3 separate regions of the Mus musculus genome follow, and all the other regions are linked to region 3. A link is a contact called in public HiChIP or PLAC-seq and promoter capture Hi-C data. All regions are on one chromosome and are shown on one strand. The core of a region is the stretch at or near the end of the contact, and the rest is flanking DNA. Distances in the headings are between cores, read along the strand shown.

Region 1 (3,769 bases), core at 1,063-3,562, 750 kb before region 3:
TGGTATTAGAGTCCCTCTACACCACAGGGGCTAGGACCCTTAAATCCTGCTGAGGACGCAGCTAGGCCTGGAGCTTTATTTAAAAATTCCCACTTTAGCCTTGTACCTCACACAGCTCTCCGGCTGTGGCTGGTCATTTCCTGGTTCAGGACGCCTCAGATTGAGCTGTCAACTCTGGCCAAATTTGCTATGCGACCCAGGAGAAATGATCTTTTTAAGGCCTTTGTAATGTGTGACCAGAGACCACACAATGGACAGAGTCCTCATAGCAATCTTTGCCTCATAGCCACTTACAGGCTATCAGTAAATACCGAGTGACAGGTGACCTGGCCACTGTGGAGCAAGGCAAGACGGCTCAGTGAATCCAGGCATCTGTGGTTTCCAGAAGGGAACAGAGGAGAGCAGTGAAACTCAGGTCCCCTGCACTGAGAACCTAGCTACCCCAGCGGAGGGATTTGCTGTTGGGAACAGCGGTGATTATATCCATAATACAATTTTGCACCGTCTAGGGTTAGAACAGACAAGTCCTTTCTGGCTGGTCTGTGAGGGAGACCAGGTCCTCCTACCCTTTTCCCCAGCTCTCTGGTTCCCCAGCCTCCTCCTCCTTCCTCAGCCCCCACTGGCTTCTAATGCATGCAGGCCACCATCCTATCCTACAACCTCGCTGGTCCTCCAGGGAGGATGGCTCTTTCTTCCTGCATCACAATCACACAGCCTCCCGATCAAAGCTGACCACTGTCCCCTTGGCTCCCTCCCTTGTCACCCCAGACCTATCTCTGTCCTCTAACCTACTCACCTCTCCTTTACTTCTGCCACACGAGACACTCTGGAATTGTCTTGACCTCTCCAGCGGTCCCTTAGAAGACCTATTCAGCTTTCACTGGACACCCAGTCAGCTTTCACGGGACCAACTGTTCTTTTCTTAGGTTGACCCTATCCAATCCGGACTTTCTGTGCTCAGGCTGACTTAAACTCATAAATTAAACTCAAAGTAGAGAAAGCCTGAGCCTGTGGTCAGGATGAAAACCCACTTCCATTCTGTCTCTCTGTAGGAAAGACAGTCGCCTGCCTCAGTTTCCCCCTCCTCAATAAGAATTTTCACACTGAAAGTTGCCCCAGGCCTGCACTGGAGTTCTTGCCTGCCTTCTGGCAAGAGTTTGCACTCTCGTGGGTATTTCTATGCTGTAGTCCTGGAGACACAGAGAAGTGACCTCCTCAAAGTCCAGAGACTGATGGACCTCGGGAGTGGAGTGCCACCAGAGACTGATGATGATGTGGAACCAGAAAGACCCTAGAACCCTGGGAGTCCAGAGATAGTGGAAGTAGGGCCTGGCCCTGCCACCCTCTTCCTCTCCACCCTCACTACCTTCTTTGGGCGCATTGACGTCCCAGACGCTCCACATCTGCACGAAGAAGAAAGGCGTCCAGCACACGATGAAGGCCAGAACAATGATGAAGGTCATCTTCACTGTGCGGATTTTGGCCTTGGAGATAAGCTTGACACTACTGACCCGTGCCAACGCCGCACGGCCAGCTCCACCGGCTGCGTCACTCCCCTCGGCAGCTGCCGCCGCGGCTGCCGTCTTGAGTCGCAGATTCTGCCAGATCTTGAAGCTGATGAGACCATAGCAGGCGGCCAGCACGATGACCGGTACAATGTAGACGGCGAGCGTGATCCACGTGACGTAGGCCTTGGGTCCCCAGGGCTGGATGAAGACCGCCCAGCAATCGAAGACGCCGTCCGCCACTTCGCGCAGCGAGAAAATGTGCACCTGCGGCACGCTGGCCACCAGGCAGCCGAGCCACGTCGCCAGCACCGCCAGGCGGTCGGTTCGGCGGCGCAGTGAGCGCAGCGGCTGGCAGATGGCCAGGCAGCGGTCGAGCGACATCAGCAACAGCAGGTAGGTGGAGGCGAACATGCCCACCACCTGCAAGTATTTGACCAGACGACACAGCAGGTCGGGCCCGTAGAAGCGGAAGGTGATGTCCCACAGCAGCTGCGGGAGAACCTGGAACACGGCCACCACCAGGTCGGCGATGCTCAGGTGCTTCATGAAAAAGAAGAGGCGCGAGTGCTTGTGGCGCGTCGTACGCAGCGCCAGCAGCACGCACGCGTTGCCACTCAGAGCCAGGAACAGTATGAGACACAGGACCGCCACCTCCACGCGCGCCAGGGCCTCGTTGCGTCGTGGCGGCCCGGCCGTGAGGTTACCCTCCGCCCCTGGTGGCACTCCACTCCCGAGGTCCAACTCGATACTCCAGTTGGCTGCGGGCGTGCCCTCCATGACCAACCGCGACCGCGACCGCGACCCTGAGGGAGCACCCGGCCTTGAGGCTCTTTAAAGTGTGGCACGTGGGGCGGGGCCCGGCGCTCAGTCCAGGTGTCTATGGGAGCACTCTGGCACTGACCTGCCTGTCCTCTCCCTGAAACAAACCAGGAGAACCGTGACAAGACCGTTGCGCTTCACTTAGGACCCGCGAGTGGGGCGTGTGTGTCCCCTCCCTGGGAATTTGAAGTTACCTGAGTCTCAGTGCACCAGCCCAGCCTTGGAGCTGCGCAGTGGTGGTGACTTCTCGGTGGTGACCGTAGGAATCCTAGTTTGAGGTACCTCCTTTGAGCTTCTGCAGATGCCCCTGCGCTTAGGTCCCAGGAAAGAGTCAGCCGCTCTGCCTGCAGAGAGGAAGCTTGCGATTAACCACTCTGCCCAAGAACAAGGACACACACCCCCAGCAGCCTCTCCCCACAGAGAACCCCCAAACCTACACCTCTCCTGTCAGGACACAGCACAGCCACGCCCTAAGGGATCCCCGAAGCCAGCCCCCGTAGTAAAAAGCTTTACTACGGGTACATCTTCCTGGGGTCCCCCCAAAAGCCCATCCTTCTTCACCTCCTGCTTCCAAGACTCAGCCCCAGCTCCCACAACTTCCCAACGCCGCTTGCTTCCGGAGGGACTCCCGCCTGCGAGCATAGTGCCCCCTCCTTACCTCCCACCCACCCCCACCCCCACCCCCACCCCCGCGCAACGCAAGGCTGCTATGCCAAAGACCCCAGAGGACGCCTTTCACAGAATCCCCAGCCCAGGAGCCCCGACAGTCAGGGGCTTTGCACCTTCGTCCAAGCTGTCACTTTTCAGTCTCTCTCGGTACACCCTGAGCACCTCCCGGAACCAGAGACGTGAAACGCGCCAGATCCTTCCCTCCGAACCTGAGGGTCCTACAGGTAGGTCCTAGGCATCCTGTCGCCACAGTGCGCAGGACCCAGCCACTTGAAGCGAGACTGCAGGTTAGCCCAAAGTTGCCTTGCCACCGGGGAAGTTGCACCACAGTGGATGGCCTCAGAGATGCATGGATTCTCCGCCCAGATTGGGAAAGCTGCTGGCGCCACCCTCCGTGCCACCAGGGGTAGAGATCTCGGCGTCTTTGCAAACTCCTACCTAGCCTGCGGCTTTGCTGGTGGCTGGATGCCTTAGGAAGGCAAGGGGAGAGCGCCAGCCAGGCTGTGAGCTGACCGAGTCAGCGCGCGGCGCTGTCTGAAGCTTTTCCACAACGGGAACCCTGAGCTGCGGCACCACATATGTCCGCTAGGGGGCAGAGCAAACCGGCCGCGGCGATCCCAGTGATCCGGGTCAGCTAACCCGGTAGTCGCTCAGATTTATTTCATAGTAGCTTAAAATTCCCAAACAACCCACCTAGCTCCTTCCTCTCTCGGTTTAGCTCTTGACGTTCTCAGAGATATAGGAACCTTGGAAAGTGACATTTGTTTTTCCCT
Region 2 (3,819 bases), core at 900-3,399, 960 kb before region 3:
TGTTAATAAAAAGTCAGAATCCGCCGGGTGTGGTGGTGCACACCTTTAATCCCAGCAATCAGGAGGCAGAGGCAGGCGGATTTTTGAGTTTGAGGCCAGCCTGGTCTACAAAGTGAGTTCCAGGACAGCCAGGCCTATACAGAGGAACCCTGTCTCGAAAAACCAAAAAAAAAAAAAAAAAAAAAAAAAAAAAAAAAAGTCAGAATCCCAGTAAGGGAGATCACTTGGTAAAATGCTAACCTAGCAAACATGAAGACCTAGACTCAGTCCCCCAAACCTATGTAAACCAAACCTGGTGAGGCATGAGATTATGGCATGCTCATAATCCCAGCACTGGGGAGACAAAGACAGGTGGATCTCTTGGAGCTCACTAGCCAGCTAGCCTAATCTACCAGACAGGGTCCAGGTCAGTGAGAGACCTTATCAATGGTGGCTGGGACTTACGATGGCCAATGATGTCCTCTGGCCTCTTCATACACACACACACACACACACACACACACACACACTCAGAACTAGATCTCCAGGTCTTTATTCGTCCATCCATCCAACCATTCATCTATCCAACTAATGTGCTCTGAGCTTCCCTTATATGCTTGATGGTTGTAGTCAAAGGTACAAAAACAAAAGTCAAAGTTAGCCAAACTAATTGTAGCAGACACCTATGAGAAAGAAATATAGGAAGGTCACCAATGGAAAACCTTCTCCAGGAGTCTGGAAAGGGAATCATGGTTTGGGGCAGAAGGGACTGGCGATGATTTGCGACTCCGGAAGAGCACGACAGGTTAAATACTCAGCAATAGGAAGTCTCTGATTAGAAGACTGAAGGATATACTTTAAGATCTATATTGGATCTCCTGCAGGCAATCTTTCACTTTCACCCACTGGAATCCCAGTTTCTGGCAGGAGATTTTGCCCATGTGGGTTGTAGAAAGGCCTCCTCACCTCATGACAGGTGAAGCAGGATTGTTCTGGATAAAAAGGTACCTGTTCTGTATTCTCTTGTGGCAGGGGAGTCGAAGTCGGGAAAGCAGTCTCCGAGAGCAACGTGAGCTCCGGAGCAAACAGCCTGGCCAACTTACAGAAACCATTGTTAGATGTTTCATGGATACTTCATTCCAAGGGTGAGAAACAGATAGATTTTGCTCATCCAGACTTGCAAGACTTAATTACTAATTTTCACAGTCTATCCTTTACAGTCTCGTGCTCCAACCCCTGGGGCCAGTTCCGATCTCACCGTTTTAGACTAAACAAGTCCTATCGAAGAGCACACCTTTGATCACCTGACTATCTCTCCTCGTTTTCTCAGTTGGAACCATAAAAATAATTTTGAAGCTATAATATGGGAACGGCTCCCTGGGTATGGATATTTGCTGCTGCCAAGCCTGATGACCAGAGTTTGATGCTGGGAGCCCACTTGGTGGAAGGAGAGAATTGATGTCCACAAGTTATTCTCTGACCTCCACACACATGCACTCTCTCTCTCTCTCTCTCTCTCTCTCTCTCTCTCTCTCTCTCTCACACACACACACACACACACACACACAGAGAGAGAGAGAGAGAGAGAGAGAGAGAGAGAGAGAAAGAATATTGTTTTCTTCCTCTGAGAAGTTTAAAAGTTATTTTTAAAAAAGATATTTTAAATTTTTAAAAAAATTTTTGTGGCTATTGTTTTTAACAAATGATAATGTACTAGAGTCTTTTCTCTCTGGTTACTAGAGACCTTAGCCAGGTTAGGGTCAGTTGAGGCTTCTGGAGACCACCTGCCCCCGCGCACCCCCCTGGGACAAGGGGGAAGAGGTGGGCAGAGAGCACTGCTCAGCATTTATTTTTGGACCCAGCTCTCTAAAAATACCTTGGCTCTCCTATTTGCTCTCTCTTTTGACCTGAATGGATCTGCCTGGGTCTCCTCTGCCCCTCCCTCTGCTCCTTGCCCTTTAAAGGAGAAGGGCGTGGGGAGGGATTCCTGCCGCCTAGGGGACAGCTGTGAGCCCGAGGTGGCAGGGCAGCCGGCTAAGCTGACGTCAGGGTAGAGTTTAGCCAAGTTCTCAGCCTCCCTGCAGAGGCCACCCTAAGGGAGGGATGCAGCTTTTTGCTCTGATTGGCTGGCCTGGAGTGGGTGTCCACGCGCATTGGCTGGTCACTTTTTAGAGGGAGTCCCGCTCTCCAATTAAAGCGGGCAGCGGCGCGGCTCTGAGCACAGAGCCGCCGGCTGCACACAGGCAAAGGAACCTGAACTTGGCCATTCAGCAGCGCTGTCCAGGCTGCGCGCTCCCTCTGGCCCCTGCCTGAGAAGCCAGGTGCTGTTTCTGCACCGCCAGGATGGCAAAAGTGGCTAAGGACCTCAACCCTGGAGTGCAAAAGGTGAGCGAGACCCCTCTGTATTCCTGTATCCTTCAGATCCCACTGCTCTCAGACGCACTGAGTACCTAGGGACACTTTAATGGTTGCATCAAATCCACAGAAAGCACAGAAAACAGAATAGGTGACAATACTTATTTGAGGTGACAGGTTGACCCCTCTCCAAATTGCCCTTAAAGCCATTGTTAAGAAAGTATTTGCACTGTGCCGTAGTTCTTTATTGATGCTGATTAAAGGTGAACTAAAGTTAAAATTTAGAGGGAGGGAATAGACGCTTATTTGTGGTCATGGGAAACGTCTTGGCTTTCCCTTGCCTGTACCCTCCAACCCCCTGATGTGCCTTTAGTGAAGGTTGGGGGACTGTGATGCAGCCCCTCCCCCTTCGCTAGCCTCCCAGAGTTGTGTGGTTTCCCCAGCACACAGAATAGTTTCTTTTGGTGCAGTTGGCAATAGCAGCCATTCTAGCTCAGGGGAACTAATTTCTGTCCCCAGAGTCTGCACGTTTCCCTTTCAAGAAGGGCTGGCCCAGAGCCCAGAAGGTCACGGGTAAATTGCTGCAGGCGGGGCCAGCAGCTGTGCCTACAGCTCTAAACTGGCTGCCTGCTTACCTGAGGTACACTGAAAGCAGAAGACTGGGCTATGAGAAGACGTAGGGGACAGGAAAGCAGCAATGGCTTCCCAGATGGGGAAATAAGAGGCATGGGTGAAAGAGAGGTGGCTTGCAGGGGACAGAGATGTTCAAACCCTGGCCCTTGGTCTGGCACATTTTAGCTGTACAACAGCGATAAACTCAAATCCTTAGCCGCTCTTTCCCTATCTAGAATGTAAGGAGGAGAGACAGCCAGTACTTTTAACAGCAATCTTGATAATGTAGGCTAACATGCCCAAGCAGTAATTATTAAGCTATTCTCTCAGAGTATTCAATCTTGCAGGGCAAAGTTCTCCTTTGCTGACATTTGGTGGGAGGTAGAAAAGCAAAGGAGAGAAAAAGAGACCGTAGAGCTCAGGGAGAATGGAGGTGGGAGAGGGGAAGCCCCAGACCTCCTGCCCTCCCACTCCTGAGCCTAGTGATTCCTTCTGCACATGGCATCCAATCAGACTTAGTCTGGGCATCTCCCTGATGCATTCACCAGACTATTTGCAGAATCAAGTGTCATCTCTCATCCAGAATTCACAGAGCACTGAGACCTGAGTGTGGGGGATACCTGCTAGTCTCTAATTATATATGGACTTCACTTTTCCTGCTCTCTTTCCCCATGTGTTTGAGGTCAATGATTTGCAAGTGTGTTGCTATAAGCCGGTTGACATCCTAGAATGTGAGATGAAGTCTATAAAGATCCCTCCCCTTCATCAAGAGCCCAGGCCACACTTAGAGAAAGCTTTGCTTTTATTGTCCCTTGCATAGGAGGGTGTGATTCTCTGGATTAGAGATGGAACATGTTCCTCTTCATGTCACCG
Region 3 (3,306 bases), core at 613-3,112:
CCCTGGCTGTTCTGGAACTCACTCTGTAGACCAGGCTGGTCTCAAACTCAGAAATCTGCCTGCCTCTGCCTCCCAAGTGTTCAAGTGTTGTGATTAAAGGCGTGCGCCACCACACCCGGCTGCATTTTTTTTTTTAAAGCCCAATAAGATATCACTAGTAGGGCTGGTGAGACAGTGTGTGTGTATTTACCAAAAATATCTACAAAATAACTCATAGCAACAGATTTTTTTGAGAGTCGCACACTGTAGTACCACAGCTGGTCTTGATGGCTCCTTTGTCTTTTTGCCTCAGCTTTCGGAAGGCTTCACTCACAGGTGTAAGCCATTGCGATTGACTAGAAAAATCTTAGAGACATTATGTTTGTTCTACTTTTGTTGCTATGATAAAAACAAAAGCAAGCCAAGAAGAGGTTTATTGAGCTCACACTGTCACATCAGTGACATCATCATTGAGGACCATCAGGCAGGACAGGAACTCAAGCAAGAACCTGGAGGCAGAAAGTGAAGCAGAGGCCATGGAGAAATAAACACTGATTACCAGCTTGATCCCTGTAACTCTCTCAGCCTGCTTTATTCTACAACCCAGGACCACCTCTCCAAAGTGGATACCTCCCTCTGCATCAATTAGCAATCAAGAAAAGGCCCCACAGACATGCTCAGAGGCCAACCAGGTGGAGGCAATTACTCAACTGAAGAGTCCTTTCCCCAAGTTGGGAAGCAAGAATAATCATCACAGTTTAGAAGACGAGACTAAATAATAATTTTTTTAAAAAATGCATATTTTGATTCTATTTGACCATCGCCAAAAGGGAAAACTAATTTCCAGTATTAGAATTCAGGACAGGACCTAGTTGAGCATGAAGAGTGACTGACAGTCAGCAGGGGTTGTGGTTTGTGTTTTCCTTAGATTTCTTTACAAATCTAAGAAAATGAGTACTTTTAGGCACTATGTTAACTTACTATGTTTTCACAGCATCAATTTCATTTTGAGAGTTTTCTTTCGACATAAGTTATAGCTTAATCAACTGTCTGACTGATGGCCAAATGAGCAATTCTCCCTCAGATATACAATACTGAAGGAGGCCTTAACACCTTCTCTCTAAACATCAATACTTGGGGGTAGATAGTACACACATCTTCTGAGACTAACAATTCTAGGAATTTGGGACTGATATTTGAGATTCTCAGCACCCAGAAAGTGGAGGCAGGTGAGTCAGGAGTTCAAGGCCAGCCTTGGCTATACCACAAATAATTACCTACATCAAACAACAAACACCAGCCCAATACACAAACAACTCCCTAGACAGGGAAGAACTGAGCAGGAGATTGGCACGTGTTGATTTATGATGAAAGCAGCTGATAGGAAAATGAAGGAACATTATTATCTACACTTTTTTAAACATTTTTAAAAAATTAAGGTGTGGTCTGGGCTAGTCTCAAATGCCTGATTCTCACGCTTCATCCTCTGGCGTTTGCCTACTGACACCAGCTAGAAAATCTTTTTAAATAAATAGGATGATGGTCCACGCTATATTGGCAGGGACGTCCATAAGAGCAGTGGAGAAGTGCTGTTTGAAATGCTGTTTTGATTCTTGCAGCTCTCGTCTTCTTGCTGCCAGCACTAACTCAGGCCTCCGGCGGTTCCTTCCTCTCTTGTTGCCAATGGTTCCCGCCTTTCCCCTCCCCGCAGCCGCGGTGGTTTAGCCCGGCTTCCCCCGGGGAAACCCCTTGGGCGGAGCGCGGCCCCCGCCGTGAGGCCACTTGGATCCCTCCGCGTCAGGGGTGGGCCGGGGACCTGTGGGCCGGGCACGAACCCCGGGCTCTGATTGGCTGCGGCGGGAGTAAACATCCGGAGAGGTGGGGCGGGGCCGGAAGTGGAAGAAGAAGGCGGCGGCTGAGTCGGTTCAGGAGGTTTTAGAGCCGGAGTCCGAGCTTCAGGTGCCATGGGCTGGGGGAAGGCGCCCTGAGGGGACTCGAGGCTGTGCATGGCGGGTGCTCGGGCCGCCGCCGCCGCCTCGGCGGGTTCCACCGCCTCGTCGGGCAGCCCGCCGCCTCAGGAGCCCGGGCTCTGGGAGCTGCTGGAGGAGTTCTCCCGGACTCAGTACCGTGCCAAGGACAGCGGCGGGAAGAGCGGCTCTAAGGTGAGCCCCAAAGGTGCAACGACCTGAACTGGTCCCTGGCCTGAGTTACCGAGGGAAGACTGTGGTTCGGGATGGGAGGAGAGCTGGAATGAGACCTCCTTGGGGAGGCACGGGAGAGGAACTTATCCAGGATATGGACTCAGAGAGTAAGGATCCGGCTTTACACCAAAGAGGAGGACCGAAGCTCCTTGTGGGTTTTGGGGTGGGGGGTTGCTTTAACAGGGGTTTGGAGGTCAAGGGTCGGAGTTGTGGGCCAGGTGCAAAGGTTAGACAATAGGAACGCTACCCTTCGTGAGCCTAGGAGGGGTTACCAACAGATTCAAAACAAAAAACAAAACCCCTAAAATCTAAGTAAAAATGGGGAAGAGACTCCTCTGGACCAGAGATCAGAGTAGAAGTCTGGAGTAGTGTGACATTATGGAGCCCAGAGAACAGCGGAGTGTGTCACCTCCTTATAAGGTACCAGCATGACTTAGGCCCTTCCCTTTCCTTTCCTGTAGAGCAAGAAGAGAACCCACATTCCCTTTCTGTTCCTTTTATCAGAAGTCTCTGTCCGTTGTCCCCCCACCCCGGGAATTTCCCTCTGCCCTAGTCACCAGGCCTGAAAAGAGAGCTGCTGATCTGGTCGAGGCATACTGACCTCAGCACTGATAGACCCGGCCCTTTCTCTTTCCCAGTGTGGCATTACACATTGGCGTTGGTCTCTGTGCTGGGCCATAAAACTGGTTTGGCCCCAGAGGTTACCTAGGGGCTGAGACATCTTCTATTAATCTCTGAAGTAACAACCTAAGAAAGATCACTAATGTGGTATTATCGGACCAGACAATTAAGTACCTTTCAGATTATAATTGGCATCATTTGGAGCTCTTGTTAAACACAAAGATTTCTGGTCTTAGATTCTCTTAAAGCACAATGTCTGGGGAGGCAGACCCTAGAATTTGTACTGTATGTTCAGAAAAGCCTTAAATGCGTTATCCCAACCAAGGCCAGTCATGCACTCCTGTCCTTCTGTCTCCACTTCCTAGGTGATGGGGTTACAGGTGTTTACCCTCATGCTTGGTTTCTGTGGTGCTGGAGATTGAACACAGGTTTTTATGCATGCCAGACCGGCATTCTACCAGCTGAGCTACATCACCAGCCTTGGTGTGTGTTGAGGCGTGGTTTT

The links. Promoter capture Hi-C pulls out the DNA fragments that hold promoters and counts their contacts. HiChIP or PLAC-seq counts read pairs in DNA pulled down with a chosen protein or histone mark.
Region 1: a contact with region 3 is called in a promoter capture Hi-C map of 3T3-L1-derived adipocytes, with 2.3 times the contacts expected there. The contact joins the promoter of Oxtr here to the promoter of Mtmr14 in region 3. A contact is called at or near these places in 2 of 39 promoter capture datasets (3T3-L1-derived adipocytes and liver).
Region 2: a FOXA1 HiChIP or PLAC-seq map of pancreatic cancer cells shows a contact between it and region 3. The contact joins the promoter of Lmcd1 here to the promoter of Mtmr14 in region 3. A contact is called at or near these places in 1 of 39 promoter capture datasets (liver) and 1 of 115 datasets of contacts at active chromatin or transcription factors (pancreatic cancer cells).

Annotation. Positions count from the first base shown.
Region 1 is chr6:112,487,513-112,491,281 of GRCm38.p6, forward strand. Oxtr (oxytocin receptor) reads right to left here and starts at 2,313. Exons shown (of 2, transcript NM_001081147.2): 1 at 1,367-2,313. The coding sequence starts at 2,285.
Region 2 is chr6:112,271,609-112,275,427 of GRCm38.p6, forward strand. It overlaps Lmcd1 (LIM and cysteine-rich domains 1), which reads left to right and starts at 2,150. Exons shown (of 6, transcript NM_144799.2): 1 at 2,150-2,364. The coding sequence starts at 2,323.
Region 3 is chr6:113,235,981-113,239,286 of GRCm38.p6, forward strand. It overlaps Mtmr14 (myotubularin related protein 14), which reads left to right and starts at 1,863. Exons shown (of 19, transcript NM_026849.2): 1 at 1,863-2,141. The coding sequence starts at 1,986.